2 separate regions of the Mus musculus genome follow, and region 2 is linked to region 1. A link is a contact called in public promoter capture Hi-C data. All regions are on one chromosome and are shown on one strand. Each heading gives the region's core, a stretch centred on a gene start, on an enhancer-like site or on the middle of the called end of the contact. The rest is flanking DNA. Distances are from core to core; before and after follow the strand shown. Region 1 overlaps Tnfrsf21 (tumor necrosis factor receptor superfamily, member 21). Region 2 holds the start of Cyp39a1 (cytochrome P450, family 39, subfamily a, polypeptide 1).

Evidence for each region. Promoter capture Hi-C pulls out the DNA fragments that hold promoters and counts their contacts.
Region 2: a contact with region 1 is called in a promoter capture Hi-C map of hippocampal neurons, with 2.2 times the contacts expected there. The contact joins the promoter of Cyp39a1 here to the enhancer-like site in region 1. A contact is called at or near these places in 6 of 39 promoter capture datasets (the 3T3-L1 cell line, cranial neural crest, hippocampal neurons and 2 more), 2 of 115 datasets of contacts at active chromatin or transcription factors (astrocytes and embryonic stem cells) and 2 of 9 other capture datasets (adipose tissue and embryonic stem cells).

The regions. Positions count from the first base shown.
Region 1 is chr17:43,027,445-43,031,784 of GRCm38.p6, forward strand. The region is part of intron 1 of Tnfrsf21 (tumor necrosis factor receptor superfamily, member 21); the gene reads left to right. Among named protein-coding and RNA genes, the nearest start is that of Tnfrsf21, 13 kb to the left of the region's middle. Within about 2 kb of position 3,072, at least 22 of the 459 cell types and tissues checked have an H3K27ac peak or open chromatin away from gene starts, as enhancers often do. A contact at or near this core is called in hippocampal neurons, where this site is marked.
Region 2 is chr17:43,664,286-43,668,852 of GRCm38.p6, forward strand. It overlaps Cyp39a1 (cytochrome P450, family 39, subfamily a, polypeptide 1), which reads left to right and starts at 3,087. Exons shown (of 12, transcript NM_018887.4): 1 at 3,087-3,509. The coding sequence starts at 3,324. It overlaps Slc25a27 (solute carrier family 25, member 27), which reads right to left and starts at 2,929. Exons shown (of 9, transcript NM_001357122.1): 1 at 2,615-2,929. The coding sequence starts at 2,717.

The DNA of each region.
Region 1 (4,340 bases), core at 1,822-4,321:
AGAAGATATACGGAGTATTTTCTGAACTCTAGACTAGGGCATCAGAGACTTTTTCTGTAAAGTGCTGGGCAGTACGGTTATCTTATGATATCTGTGGTAACTACTTAATTCCACCTTTGTGCAAGACATGTGCAGACAATGTCTCGAAGAGTGAGTCTGGCTGTGTTTCAATAACACTTTATTTGTGGATAATGAAATTTGAGTTTCACACAGTTTTCACTGGTGCTATATTGCTACTCATTCATTCCTCCTCATTTCCCAGCTGTCAGACTATAAAACTGTTGTAGGCCTGCCTATAGGCTATACAAAAATAGACGGCGATAGAGTCCAGCCTGCTTTTAGACCAGGGCATTAATATTGTGTGAGAGCAAATTGGGGCAACTCACTTTGGAAAACCCTTACTTAATCGTGTTCTGGGCATCTAAAGTGAGATTATTAATTGTAAATCCTTTCTATTTTATTATTATTTTTTGTTATAAGCCAAGGTTTATTTCATTTTAATTAATTAACTTACTTTGAGGTAGTGTCTCTGGTTGACTAGGCTGACCCAAGGCTAACCTTGAATTGCCTCCGTTTTAAGTGCTGGGATTATGGTGTGTGCTGGTCTCGGAACTCACCAGGCAGGCGCTCAAATAGCTGAGCCAGCCACATCCCCAGAATCCCAAGTGTTTGCTTGTTTGTTTTTAATATAGTGTGAAAAGTAGCCTTGCTTTCTCTTGTCTTTATCTTGACGTCTGCTTTAAAACAAAACTTCTACAGTGTGCTCTGTGTTCGGGGAAGTGAGTTTCAGGATTATAATTTTTTATTTTTTAACAGTATTATTATTATTATTGGTATTTTTGAGACAGAGTTGCTCTGTGTAGCCCTGGCTGTCCTGGAACTCACTTTGTAGACCAGGCTGGCCCTAAACTCAGAAATCCGCCTGCCTCTGCCTCCCAAGTGCTGGGATTAAAGGCGTGCGCCACCACGCCTGCATAATCTTTTATTAAATTAAATAAAAGAAATAACCAATTTTTGGTGTTTGAGGAAGAATATCCCTATGGAAATCAGCTTGAATAGGAAATCAGTGTCTAGCACAAGCTGGCCTTGGATTTTGTGATGTTCCCGTCTTTCCATCCTAAATTCTGTGGTCATAAGTATGGACCACCATGTAAATAGGCAAGTACCACTAGTACATAGGCATGCATCCAGATGGCAGTTCTTTTCTTATTTGCTTGTTCTGAGCCAGTTTGGGTGTGGATCCCTGCCTCACTTTGAATACACTATGTATATCCATCTGGCCTTGAACTCACTAAGTACACCAAGCTGGCTTTGAACTCACTGCATACCTCAAGCTGGCCCTGAACTTGGGATATTCCTCATGCCTTTGTTCCCAAAGTGCTGGGACTACAGTGGATGCCACTGTGATGGAGTTGGGTTACACCTTTAAACAAAAAAGTCTAGAGTTTGGAGGCTGGAAATGTAACCTGCCTAGCACACAGACAACCTTGGACTTAATTGTAGCATGACAAAACAAAACAAAACAAAACAAACAACAACAAAAACAAAACAAACAGCAACAACAAAAACAAAACAAAACAAACAGCAACAAAACAAAACAAAAAAGGAAACATTTCTCAAATTTATACTTAAAATAGAATTGAAATGTTTTAAAACATTGTCTATTCACAGGTAATAAACTTAAAGTCTAGTAAAATAATAAATTGGTGGGGTGATAATTTCCCAAACTGGTATTCCATCCAGCAATTACCATGTCAGACATGTTCTCCATACTCCTTCTGTGTAGCTAATTATCAAAACAACTTAGAATGGCCGTTGTTATTGCTGTGTCCATTTTACAAGCGAGGAGGTAGAGGCTTGGACGTTGGCTCCTTCCCAGGTTAGAAAGATAGAAAAAAAAAATGTAATTTTCTTCAGCTTAGGAACCAGATTCACCAGCTGACACTCACAGGGTGTCTTCAATTCACACCCGACCCTATTTGCTTCAAGATAGCTACCGGTTGGAAGGCTAGATTCCACAAGACGGACTCTAACGGACGTCAGGTATCAAGAGTAAAAGTCAGGTTATAACCTGTGCTTTCTGTTGTCTGACTGTAAGTCAGAGTTCCTATGGCTCTCAGGGGGTTCAGTTAACTTGTAAGCATGGCCTCACATATCTCAGGGAAACACTTTCTGAATATGGCTCTCTTCTACAGAAAGGAGACCCATGATAAAGCATGCAGAGGAAGGCATGCTTAGGGCAGCCATATAAGGAGCACCGTGGAGCTGTGGAGCTACTGTGTCTGTCTGCCTTGGACACCGTGAGCTCTCTGAACCTTGTCCTTTCAGAGTTTTATGGAGATGCTATTTCATAGGCACAATTTACTACGTCATTAGACACTGGTGACTAAACTTAACCTTCAACCCCTCTCCTCATCCCAGAGATTGAGGTAGAACTGAAAGTAGCAAGCTGAATATAAAAACCTTGTGTGTTCTGACCACTGGTCTCCATCTTGGTGGCACCCTCTCAGAGCCTCCGTCCCCTGTCATTTTATCACCACCCAGAAGACCCTAATCACGCTGGCTGTGAGCTTCCCTACTTTGTAGGATCCATGGGAAGAGACCACATCTATATTCCTTATTATCACAGGATCGCGGCCAGCAGATACCTGGGCGAGCAGGGCGTATGTGGTACATTCTAGGCTTAAATGGTTTTTCCTTATACTTTGAAGCCTCAGTTGCTGCACTGGCCTGGGTTGTATGCTCTTCCAGACATGCCCAGTCAGCATGAAGTTGCATCCTTCCATCATCTACTGTTTTCTATGACATACTATTTCACTTATTACTCACTGGGCATCCTATTGGCATCTCTCAGTAAGCAGAGAATAAAGAAATTACTACTGTGTTGGAGGGAGACGGGGCTGTGGTCCAGTGACTGATTGCTGTATGCACTTTCTCTTCTGCATTGCGGGTTCCAGAGAAAACAGCTCCTAGGTGAAATCTTCCCTGTTTTTTTCCTCTCCAGTGTCCCCTGAGCTTGCCTCCTTCTGTTCCTACAGTCAGCACATTCTGGCTCTGGCATTCTCTATAGTCACCAGCTTGAAAAACAGTCCCTGCTTCCTTTGCTTTGGCAATAGGAGACGGCTCTCCCTCCTTCCCATTCCTCTCATCCCTCCCATCCTCCTCTTCCTTCATCTCTCCCTCTCTTCCATCCTTCCTTTCTTCCTTCCTCTTTCCTTCTTTTCAGAGAAGGCAGTAGAAATGAAAGAGCCAACCAAGTTTATATAACATAACTGGAAATACCCTGTCTGTGATTTGTGGAACCTTTGTCCTTGAAACGTTTGTTTGTATGTATCCCACCTGCCCCACAACTTCAGATCTGGGGAATTATAGCCATCCAGTGTTTATATTACAAATTAAAAATGATGGCCCAGCTATCTGGTCAACAATTCTGAGGGCTGAGCAGCTCTGTCTTTGTCATCAGGTATCATATTTCATAGTCATCCTCATAGGCAAACCTGATTACCTTACAATCTCTACAGTAACTACACACACACACACACACACACACACACACACACACACACACATATATGTATATACACACACACATACATGTGTGTGTGTGTGTGTGTGTGTATGGAAAAATTCTATATCAAAGTCCAGAGCAATTTTCCTGCTTCTTACTAAGGAAAAGCAGGTCCACCTCTGTCTTAAGTTTGCTCGTTTTATAATGAAATGTTACTAGAACTTGAGAGGAAATGAAAGTAATGTCTGCCTGGTGCAGGGACGATGGCTCAGTGGGTAAGATGCTGGCTTACAAATGTGAAGAGATTTGAGTTTGAATCCTTAGCACTCATGTAAAAAGGCTGGATGTGGTCTTGTGAGCACCTGTAACCCCAGCATTATGGAGGCTGGAGACAAGGAGGCTTGCTGGAGCTTGCTGGCTGCCAGTCTTGTTAAAATGGCAAGCTCCAGGTTTGATGAGAGAGCCCTGTCTCAAGTCAACGAAGTGGAGAGCGATGGAGTAGGACACTCTACATCCTCCTCCGGCTTCCCCGTGGGCATGTGCACCTGTACACACACATGCATATACCACACACACACACACACACACACACACACACACACACACACACACACACGCTAACGTCAATGGCACAGATCTGTTGTAACCTTTAAGCTACCAAGGGATCTCTTGTTTATCTGAAGGATGAGGTAATGGAAGTGGAATTGCTGAACAATAAGTAGATGTCTACATTCTGACATGGATTCACACATCCGGGTGCTTCTTGTCTTCAGTCAGGCCCACCTGTGCTGTAAACTGCAAGTGACACATCATAGGTGTGCTATAGGCCACC
Region 2 (4,567 bases), core at 1,837-4,336, 640 kb after region 1:
TGAAGGGGAGGAAACCCCAAAACATTCAGACAAACCAACAAAAAAAAACCTCTAAAATCAGAGGATTAGCATTCCCCCAAGATTTGGAGCCTCTGAAGTAGGAGAATATGGCAGCCTCAGCTAGGGAACCTGCGGAAAACACACACTTCCAAACCCATCCCCACACACCCTGACCTCATAGGTTGATTTAGAGAGTACAATCTCACGCCTTCCCAAATCTAAAATTCCCTGCCCCAAAGCATCCCCAGATACAAAGGCAAAACAAAATAATCCCACAAAAGCAGGGCAACCCTTGATCTCTTTTTAATAAAAAAAATTAATCTCAAACCCAATTTAGTTTTCCCAATGAGAAACAGCTTCAAGTATCCCCGTTCTGTCTCCTTGACCATAGCCACTATCATTTGAGATCTAATACAAATTTAGAACAAATTTAAAGTGGAATTCTATGATTTTTATAGGTTCTTCTTCCCCGAGAATGAATCACAGGACTGATGTTTGAGATGGAGAAGATGCAATGAGGTTGGAACATCTTCTGTATACAGGGGTAGCAATGTTCTTCAAACTGAGGCAACTTCTGAACGGATAAGTTTTATACATGGCCTATTCATGAGTTCTTTGTAAGTCGCAACTTTAGTTAACTGGAAAATTTGCTTATATGTTGAATTAGAGACAGTTTATCTTGATCTGAAAGCCTATTCTAGCTACTTGGTCCATCATACACTTCGTACACACAATACCCTGAAGAACTCTTAAGAAGGATATGGGGTCAAGCTCATGAACATCGCTTAGAGTACACAAAGATTTTCAGTGACCGCTGCCTGATCCACGATCCATGAATACCTTTCCAAAGACAGGAGAGGGGGCGGGGAGGGGGATGTGTTACATCTTTCCATTAGGTTCTGGAAAAGTTGCTAACCAATAATGTCCCTAAGATGTTTTCTTATCTTGCATATATATGGAGTCTTAAAAAGTTTCCAGTGGTATACACACACACACACACACACACACACACACACACCTTAAAAAGTGTCTTATCAACACATGAAACTGAGCAAAGTATGAAGAGGCAAGAGCTCTAAGTACAAATGCTGCTTCTCAGAACACATGTTTTCTTCCTTCCTTTTCCTTTGGTTACCTTGTGGCTGGGGCATTCGTGCTGAATCAGTGTGAACTCCCCTTTACCAACTAACTTTGATCCCTTGGCCTTCTGTCCCTATTCTTCACCCGTTTCTCCCCAACACATTTCACAGGACCGTTTCTGGACAAGCCACTGAGCTTTCAGGGAGCCATCAAACCACTAATGCAGCTCATCACTCGGCTGACTCGTTTTAGATGTCTTTAGAAGCTGGTGAATTTTATTTAGGAAAATCAATGATTAAGGAAAATAAAATTGTGTTAGCTTTGATTAGAAAGAAGACAAATAGATGGGCCAAAGGCAAGAAAGGAAGAGTCTAAAGGGCAAAGCAATAGGTAGTGTGCTGGCTATGCTAGGCATAAAAATAAATAAAGCTCCGCTAGAGACGGTTGGATAACATTTTCAAATAACTAATGCACCAGAGACATTTTCCTTTTTCTTTCTTTCTTTTTTTAATGGACAAAAAAATGTAAGGGTAATCTCAAATAGCTTCACAGAGACCACAGGTTGTACTCAAAACCTCCCTGCCCCCTTCCTGAAAAACAACAACAACCACAACAACACCCCCACCCTTTGCTCATGCCATAGTGCCGTAATCCACTTTAGGTGGTCTGTTTATTTACTTATTTATTTATTTGTTGTTGTTGTTTGTTTCTTTGAACTCACTTAGGCAGATGGATCTGTCTTGTTTTGTTTTGTTCCTATAATGTTCTTGGAACACACAGAAATAGCTTCTCTGCAACAGGCAGCAGCTGTAAATAAATGTCTTTCTCTGCATGTGCCACCCCCCACCCGCCACCCCACTGAGCCTGGAAGAAGGCCACACTGGGGTTTTTTGCAATTGTATATCCAGGACCCACTACTGCATCAACTGGAATAATGCTGCCCCTACCTTGCATTTACCACATATAAAAATTACTTCTCAGAATTCCCCTTAACGGGTATAGGCTCAGAGAAGTGATGTGGCTGACTGGCATTAAGCAAATGTTCCAGAGGGATGGTTAACAATTGGAGTCCCTCAAGGTAGGACTCACTGTCCCCCTTCCCCCAACTCAAATCTTAAAGACTCCCGAGGCAGCATAAGACTATAAACCACAAAAAACGATCCCAGGGAGGATGAAAAAGAAAAAAACAAACCAAAACCAAACCAAAAAACTGTGAACAAATGGATTATGGTTCTATAAAGGTCATCCTTACGAAAGGGGAAATGTTTCCTAGAGAGGTATAGGGCTCATGAAGAGCCCAAGAGTACTCACTCAGGCATAAGACAACATCCCTGGGGATGGGAAGACAAGGACCCTGGACACCTCCAATCCACGCTCCTCCCGAAGCTGGCCTACTGGGCACCTGACCACATCCTTGCGAGGGTCCAACCTCTGAAGATGCACTCCAGCCAGGAGTGAGGCTGCCCGCCCATCCCTCCCCCAGCACGATGCCGCAGCCACTCGCTGGGGAGGCCGAGGCGGGGGCGGCCGGTACCTAGCTCGGCCACGGTTGCGGCGCAGCCGGACAGTAGGAACTTGCTCGTCCGGGGCCATCTCTGCGTGAGCGGCAGCAGCTTCTCCTCCTCGGCGATAGGCATTCAGCAGCAAGTCAGGACCACTGGGCACCGCTGGTCGCCTGGGAACCTGCCACCCTGCCGGCGCCGCCCCTTTTCAGCCCGAGAGAGGTCAGGTCAGGACCATGTGCCTTTATTACGCTCTGCAAAGGCGCCGCCCGCCTGGTAGCTGGACCGGTCCGGCGGCCTCAGGTGCTGAAAAACAAAGCCGCACCCAAGAGGCTTCTGGGAAATGTAGTTCTTGGGGGCTCAGCGACTTCTCTGATTGGCTGGTAGCTAGGCGCCCGCTGCAAACAGCTAGTTTACTCGAGCTCCGCCGCCTCAGGATGTGTTCCCGCCTCCTCCGTCCCAGCCCAGCCCAGCCCAGTTCAAATCAAAGCTTTTTTTTTTTTTTTTTTTTTTTTTTTTTTTCTCATAATTTGAAAGCCGTGGGAAGGTGGAAGATAGCCACAATGCAAAAATCACACAAAAACTGGGGCGGGGCAAAGGAACCACAGTTACGCAAGAGAATTTGTTTAAAAAGTTTCTCGGCTCAGAGTTTGCAAAACTGGGCGCATTTTCCTCAGTCGGCGGGGGACTAGGAGATTCCCCTGGAGAAGGACGTTTTCAAACGTCTGTTGATTCTGGAAGATGGGCATTATGGAGTTATTCTCACCAATAGCAATCGCCGTTCTGGGAAGCTGTGTTCTTTTCTTATTCTCTCGGTTGAAGAATTTGCTTGGACCCCCGTGCATCCAAGGCTGGATTCCCTGGATTGGAGCTGGACTTGAGTTTGGGAAAGCCCCTCTTGAATTTATAGAAAAAGCAAGAATCAAGGTATGTAGCAGTGACAGGGAGTTTGGAGGGAGGTAGTATTTCCTTTTCTAATTTTTCTTTTATTAAACTCAGTGTTGGAACATTGGGCATACACATACTTCCGGCAATTCGTCTACTCTGTTTCTCTACATACCTTGTTGGAAATAGTCAGGTCTTTTGACTGTTAGTAATTCCCTGCAGTTAATTCTAAGTGGGTGTTTATTAACATTGCAGATGTAAGCTTGTAGTTTGGGGGCGGCGACAGAAGAGTTTCCATGATTTCAGTTTGTGAAAACGAGTAATAAATTTGTATCACAAGTAGAGGTAACTCTACGATTTTATAAAACTTGATTTGCTAAATTGATCTTTACAGATTAAAAGCTCCCCAATATTCTTTCTTTCTCTCCCCATCCCTACCACCAGATACTATTTTATTGGTGAGTTCCTCCCTCCCTTATTCCCTGCCCTGAGGAAATAAGTAATGGATTCCACTGTAAGGGTTTTTTTTTTTTTTTTTTTTCCCATAAAGCAGCTACTGAATGTTGAACAGTTTAGAGAAGGCACTTTTACTGGCTGGCCTTTTAATTTCTATTCATATTTTGGCGGCCAAGATCTTACTGTGGTTTTGGTTGGGAAGCCAGCATGGTGGATGAAGTGCTTTCTGCAGCAACCACAAAAACCTGAGTCCATACCTCAACCCCTCCAGGTTCAGTGAGAGAGGCTTTGTCTCAAAAACTGAGGTGGAGGGCCAGCAAGAGGGCTCGGTGGGTAAAGGTGTCTGCTGCCAAGCCTGGCATCTTGAGACTGAACCTTAGAACCCACATGGTGGAAGGAGAGAATCAGCTCTCTCAGATTGTTCTCAGACCCCCACATGGGCGCTGTGATACACACATGCCCATATTCCATGTAAACACAATATATGAATAATATTTTCTTATCATTTAGTATTTCTTCTAGCCCTCCCCCACTTCTGTGTGTGTACACTCATGTGTTGGTGTTCTAATCCATGCATGAAGGACTACATGGAGTTCAAAGGTTTGCACCAGGGTGTCTTCCTAGTTTGTTTTTCCACTACATTT